2 separate regions of the Mus musculus genome follow, and region 2 is linked to region 1. The links are chromatin contacts, called in public ChIA-PET maps. All regions are on one chromosome and are shown on one strand. The core of a region is the stretch at or near the end of the contact, and the rest is flanking DNA. Distances in the headings are between cores, read along the strand shown. Region 1 overlaps St8sia1 (ST8 alpha-N-acetyl-neuraminide alpha-2,8-sialyltransferase 1). Region 2 holds the start of Etnk1 (ethanolamine kinase 1).

What was found. ChIA-PET counts read pairs in DNA pulled down with a chosen protein or histone mark.
Region 2: a contact with region 1 is called in an RNA polymerase II ChIA-PET map of effector CD8 T cells, with 29 read pairs. The contact joins the promoter of Etnk1 here to the enhancer-like site in region 1. A contact is called at or near these places in 1 of 484 Hi-C or Micro-C datasets (CD4 T cells) and 4 of 115 datasets of contacts at active chromatin or transcription factors (double positive thymocytes, effector CD8 T cells, embryonic stem cells and 1 more).

What each region holds. Positions count from the first base shown.
Region 1 is chr6:142,914,317-142,917,371 of GRCm38.p6, reverse strand. All of the region lies in intron 1 of St8sia1 (ST8 alpha-N-acetyl-neuraminide alpha-2,8-sialyltransferase 1), which reads left to right. Among named protein-coding and RNA genes, the nearest start is that of St8sia1, 49 kb to the left of the region's middle. Within about 2 kb of position 1,736, at least 89 of the 459 cell types and tissues checked have an H3K27ac peak or open chromatin away from gene starts, as enhancers often do. A contact at or near this core is called in double positive thymocytes, effector CD8 T cells and thymic regulatory T cells, where this site is marked.
Region 2 is chr6:143,165,805-143,168,728 of GRCm38.p6, reverse strand. Etnk1 (ethanolamine kinase 1) reads right to left here and starts at 1,499. Exons shown (of 8, transcript NM_029250.2): 1 at 1,093-1,499. The coding sequence starts at 1,248.

The sequences.
Region 1 (3,055 bases), core at 487-2,986:
GGTTCCATTACTTCTCTTCCTTCAGCCTTGCTCTTGAGGCAAGGCCTCCTTGCGACTGCCCAGCATGCTTCAGGATAGCTGACCTATCCTCTTCCATCACCTGACTCTGTCTTTGCATCCCATTCCATAGTGGGAGGATCAAGACCACAAATGTATGCTGCCATATCCAGCACCCCTCCCCTCTCCATGTCAACCCTGGGTTCCAGGTATCAAACCATGCCATAAGGCCTACATAGCAAGCACATTTACCCTTGAGCCTTCCTGGCCTTGTTTTCCATCTCTGCATCTTTTGGGGACAAGTTTCTGTTTGGTTCCTGGCTATGACATTATTGGTTTTCCGACTATTGAGCTGGAAGAGTTCCTTATAAAACTTGCCTTAACTTACTAGACACATTCTTGGTGCTCCCTGTGTCTCTCTGACTCTGTCTCCCTGTTTCTCTGTCTCCCTGTTTCTCTGTCTCCCTGTTTCTCTGTCTGTCTGTCTGTCTCTCTGTGTAAGTTGCTTTTCCATTTTCTTGTTTGTTCCTTTTTTTTGTGCAGAGCCCTGAAGATTGCTGTGGTTTCGTTGGTTAATCTGTGGTTGTAGCTTAAGCTTGTTTGCCCTTTCCTTATGTTTTCTGAAGGCAGATCTTGCTTTCTTAATTTTTGAGTCTACTTTCACATCTGAAGAGCCTACCACAATGTTACCTAAGAATTAAAAACAAAACAAACCCTTCATTACACATCCTATGATGACATTCCAGCCGATGCACCTAATGGCTCCGCTTTGTTTTTATTCTTGTGTAGCCCAGGGTGGCTGTAAATTTCTTATTCTCCTGCCTCAGCCACCCAGTGCTGGAAGTACAGAGTGTCCCTGGTTCAACTGCTGCTTTCGAAGTTGTTGCCGTGGTCTCTGTAGGTGGCGAGCTGGGTTAGGCCCCTCCGGTCTGAGGCATGTGCGTGGGCATCTTCTCTTTGTGCGCCCTTAGCACCTCATAGGTCAGCAGGACAGGTGGGTGTGGAGGATTTGTGGAGAGAGAGAGAAAATGTTGGAGAGGCGCCTGCACTGAAGAGAGCAACAAGATTGCAAATTTGCAATGTTTCTGGAAACATTTGTCCTCGAGGAACACCTGCTATCCTGCTATTTTTTTTTTTCGTCTAATTCTGCTTTCTCCCCTTAAAGGAATAAGAAGTCATTCATTAGCCTATCAAACTCGTGTAACTATTGGCTTAGACACTGGTTTCATTGTCTGTGACTTCATAAAAATGTGCCTGGATTTTTTTTTCCCTGTGTGGTTGTTTTTGTTTTGGGTTTTGTTTTTGCTTTTTATAATTCAGAGAGGAAACACACATGAACGTGATTTGTAAGCTGTCAGGTGCCAGGCAGAAGGCAGTGCTGTCACTCGACATTGGCAAGGTTTCCTTTGTGATTCTTTATACTGAGTTAAAGTGGAGTCCAGGTGAGAGCTTCAGTCCGGATGCAAGGGTCTGGTGAAAGCCGGAAAGACTTGAGAGAGAGCCCCATCCAGCCATGGTGTTGGTTGTGTGAGCTGAGACAGACTGTGGGGAGAGAATCATAAGGCTGCCCAGCTCCATGGTATGGTGGGAACCGAGTGGAAGCCCTGTCCAGAAGGCGTGTGCTGTCTGGCAGGCACTGGGCCCATTTGTGCAAAAGATTCCTTAGGTAAAGAAAGGGGAAGTGGGTTGGTATGGCTCTGAGCAATTGGCAAACAGAGAGGAAACAGCCTAGACATGGTCGCAGAGGTCTGCATGTGTGTTCTTCCTGTGGCCCAGGCATGTCTTTAAACCACAGGTGGTGCATTTTTGTAGATGCAAATGGAATTTAATGACACTCACAATAATTTTCGTTGCTCAAAGAACAAAAGAAAATGAGATATCACCAGACCCGTGACAGGAAACCCAAACTCAGTGCATTCTCCCTAAAGTTTACATTCACGCGGGTGGGACGTCTCTCTGTATTAAGAGATTGTTTTTTATCATGTAGCTTACTAGAGTGCTCTTTTGACAAAATATAGGGATAACTTGTGAGCTGAGCATGGTTGTGAATAGTCCTTAGCATTCAGTAGTCAGGAGGGTGATGAACTTAAGACCAGCCTGGTATACACAAAGAGAGCCTGATGATAATGGCAATGATGTCGATGGTGGTGGGTGGGACAGGAAAGGGAAGAACAGTCTATGATCAATGGAATGCTGGTATAGTTGCAAAATATGGCATTAACATCTTTGATGTGGGGGATGGTAGGGGGTAAGACTTTTATCCCCTGCCCTCTTCCCATTGAAACTAGTGTGAAGGGGAGGCCAGCCAAGATAACCTAGCATGTCTAATGAGATGTTAGTTACTCTCCTCTGGCAACTCACGGTCACACCAGCAGTGTGCTTTAGTAGGTGCTTCCTGGTGCACTCGAGGTGTGCCATCGTGTCTGCAGTTTGTCTTCCCAAGTGCCAGCTCATTTCCTCATTAAAGCTCAGCGCCTGATGGGTTTACCCATAGAGCAGTAACAAGGCCAGTAGTTGAGGAACCAACAGGAGTCTACAGGGTAGAACATTCAGGGCAGGCAATCCTGAGCGAGGGCGCTATTTCGAACACGGAGGGTGAACAGCCAAGGCAGAGGTCAGAGTGTTCAACTGTCAGTTTCCACAGAGGCTTACGTTAAAGGAGTGCTGAAGACAGTTTGCCTCGCCATTGTCTTAGACCATAGTGTTCCTTTCACGCCTGCTTCTATTCAGAGGGGCTGCTGAGGTCCTCTCTGTAATCGAGCCCTTAGTTTCTGGCATATTAGTTTGGACCACGCCATTTCATTCGCCTGTAGCATTCGTCCACACTGTTTTTAACCACCCGATAGTTACAGCCTGACGGCAGGTGTGTTTCTGCTGCCACAAAAGCCTAGTTGCCCTTCAGAGCCAGCTCAAGTCTTTCCAGGACCCAGATGGCTGGACTAATCCATGCATCTCCAAGGGTCATGCATATGTTTTGCCTCTGAACATATTTCAGACACACCTGAGAGCTAGAATGTTTTCCTGAAATATTTTTAAGTGAAATATTACTCAGTGACTG
Region 2 (2,924 bases), core at 250-2,749, 250 kb before region 1:
GAGCTGCCTTTCCCAGCACTGCAAAAAATACACAAACAGATATGCTTCCATTTGAAAAGCACTTCCTTAAAGGAAATGCAATAATCTTCCAAGTTATACATAAAAATCATTTTGAATCAACTATTTCCTATATACTTGGCCAACAGGCACACCTTAAATGTCAAAGTCTTTTGTCTAACAAGTTTCTTCCCCAAAACATATGGGTCGGTCTCTTTCAGCTGCTCAGAACACTTCTAACAAGAATCGAAACTAAAACTCATAAAAGCCCCCAAGTGTCAGGAACTGCTCTGGGGCCTAGACACTACTCATGTTTTAATTATACTAAAAAAAAAATTTAGCAAAAAACTTAAATCAATAAATCCTGTATAAACCCCCAACAATGTATTGGAGTCATCAAAATGACAGACGTCTTGAATAATACAAATTACTGCTCAAATCTAAAACAATCCCAAACCGTTAAAATTTTACTAATTTGGCTTGTTTGCAAGGAAAAAGGAAATTCACCTTAGTAATCCTACAAGCTGTGCACTGAAAAAACTATAACCAATTACACCAGATAAATTGTGGGTATGGTGGATCATAACTTGCAAGTGCCTTTTTTTTTTCCTAATCCTAGCTTTTCGGGGGTAGGGGTATCCTTCTGAGAATTTTTGTCTTTAAAGCCACTGACTCACGAAAATATTCCCAGGCCACTGCTCACTCCAACCCTGAGCATTAATTCTTCTAAGACTTTACAAATTTAGAAACCTTCCAATTCAAGCCTTCCTATAACGCACGGCATAGCGTTCCCTAGCATCCTGGCGTGGGCAGCAGCAGGTCCCCGGTCATTCCGCTTTGGAAAGGAGTTGTTCTCCCGCGGCTCGGAGATGGGGATGTGGGAAGATCTCGGGCTGGATAAGGCAGGGATGGGAGGGAAGCGCAGGGGAGGGAGGGCAGCGGAGAGGACCGCGGGAGGCGGATGGGCTGCGGGGTCTGGGAGGAGAGGCATGACGAGGGCCGCGGCAGCCATCCCCGGGAGCCTCTTCAGGGGCCGGGCAGACGTCGCTGACGCGGCGGCTTCGGGAAGGAAACCCGGTGCCCGTCCGGCCTCACCTGCAGGGTCACCTCCCGGGGGTCCCAGTGCGGCCGCAGGTGCCGCAGCAGGCTCAGGGCGCCGTCGCGGCAGCGCTGCTCCTCCTGGTCCTGCACCGTCACGTCGAGCTTCGGCACCTCGGGCGAGCCGGGCGGGACGTGGATGTAATTGGCCATGGCCCAGGCGACGGCGGACACGACCACGACGACCACGGCGACGGCGACCACGAGCGCGGCGGGCGCCGGCAGGCTGCTGGACCCTTCCGTCCCGGGGCGCCCTCGGCGGAGGGCTGCGGCCGCTCGGACGCACGGGCGGGCGGCGGGGGCAACCGGGCGGCCGGACGGGGTGCGCAGTGCAGAGACGCGGAGGCACGGCCGCTCTCGGGAAGATGCCTCAGTGCGCTAGACCGCGGGCGGCCGCGAAGCATGCCGGGACTGGCCTGACGCTAGCGTCACGCCGGGGGCGGAGCCTCGGCTGCGTCAGGCGGCTGGCGGGGTGGCGAACCCCGCGGCACAATGGGCGGGCCTCGGGGCTCTTGGGGATCGGGGTCTCGGGGAGCGCGCACCGCCAGGCACTCCGCTACTGTGGGGTTGGCTGGGCTCCTGCACCCGAAGGAGTCCGAGCGCGGCCGAGCCCAGCCGGAGCGCTTACGAGCCTTGCCGAACACTGCCGAGCCCTGCCGGAGCACTGTCGAGCTTTGCCGAGCCCTACCGGGGCTCTAACGAGCCTTGCCCGAGCGCTACCGGAGCCCTACCGAATTCTGCCGAGCTCTGCCGGAGCGCTGTCGAGCTCTGCCGAGCCCTTTCGAACTCTACCGATGAGCTGTGGAGTGCTACCCAGCCCTGTCAGGAGTCAAGGAAGCGTCACCTTTCTAGATCACTAGGGTCGTGGGCTCTGCTTACTTAGGGCTGACGTTCTTACGGGACGCAGAAGGCACGTCCTGAAATAACCCTAAATTTAAGCTGTGAGCTTAGCCTGGCCTCAACCGGCCAAGCTGGATTAATTTGCTCGCCTTGTTCCTGAAGCTGTGTGCACAGAACTACATGCTTGCTTGGTTCAGCAACCCAGTTCCCTTTGACGGTACATAGAAATCACAGTATTTGGGGCAAACTTTACGTAAAGTGAGAGTAAACCGGTGACAGTGGTGTGATGACCTATACCTGTCCTAGTTCTCAGGTGCCTAAGGCAGGATTGCCACGAGTTCCAAACCAGCCGGGCTACATAGTGAGTTCCAGGTTTGCCCGGGATATACTTAGTCATCAGCCGACCGATAATAGACGACTGAAACACTCATTTTAAGGGTCAGATAGTTGACGTTGCTGAGAATTATTCAAAGCCGGTTATATAAGGTAGAGACTCGGAGGGAATTGGAAGGAAAGAAAATTAGATCTGTCATGCTAAATCATAGCGCGTCCTGGGACTCGCACGGCTACATGAAACCTCCTGTATCAGAAAGGCTCTGCTCTTTGCTTGTTAGAGAAATACTGGCAACCGGATCATCTACAAGTTTTTGGTCCGCCCTTGTGCTTTCCTTTTATGACGGAGACAATGGAGGTGACTTTCACCTTGACTTCTGGCCTCCCCGGGGCTGAGTACAAGTGAATAACTTGTGAATGATCAAATGTTGTATTACCCATTAGCACACATTTATGTTCTCATTGTTCTGAATGAGGCTACATACCTTTGTAAGTCACAAATAAGTCTGAGATAATGATAAACTTCCTACACTAAAAAGTGGGAAATCCACTCCTGCATTTTTGCAACATTGTAAATTTATTGACCATTTTCCAGACTTGAGTATGTGTTTTTAAAAACCACTATGTAGCCCAGCAGTGGTGGTGAACGCCTTTAA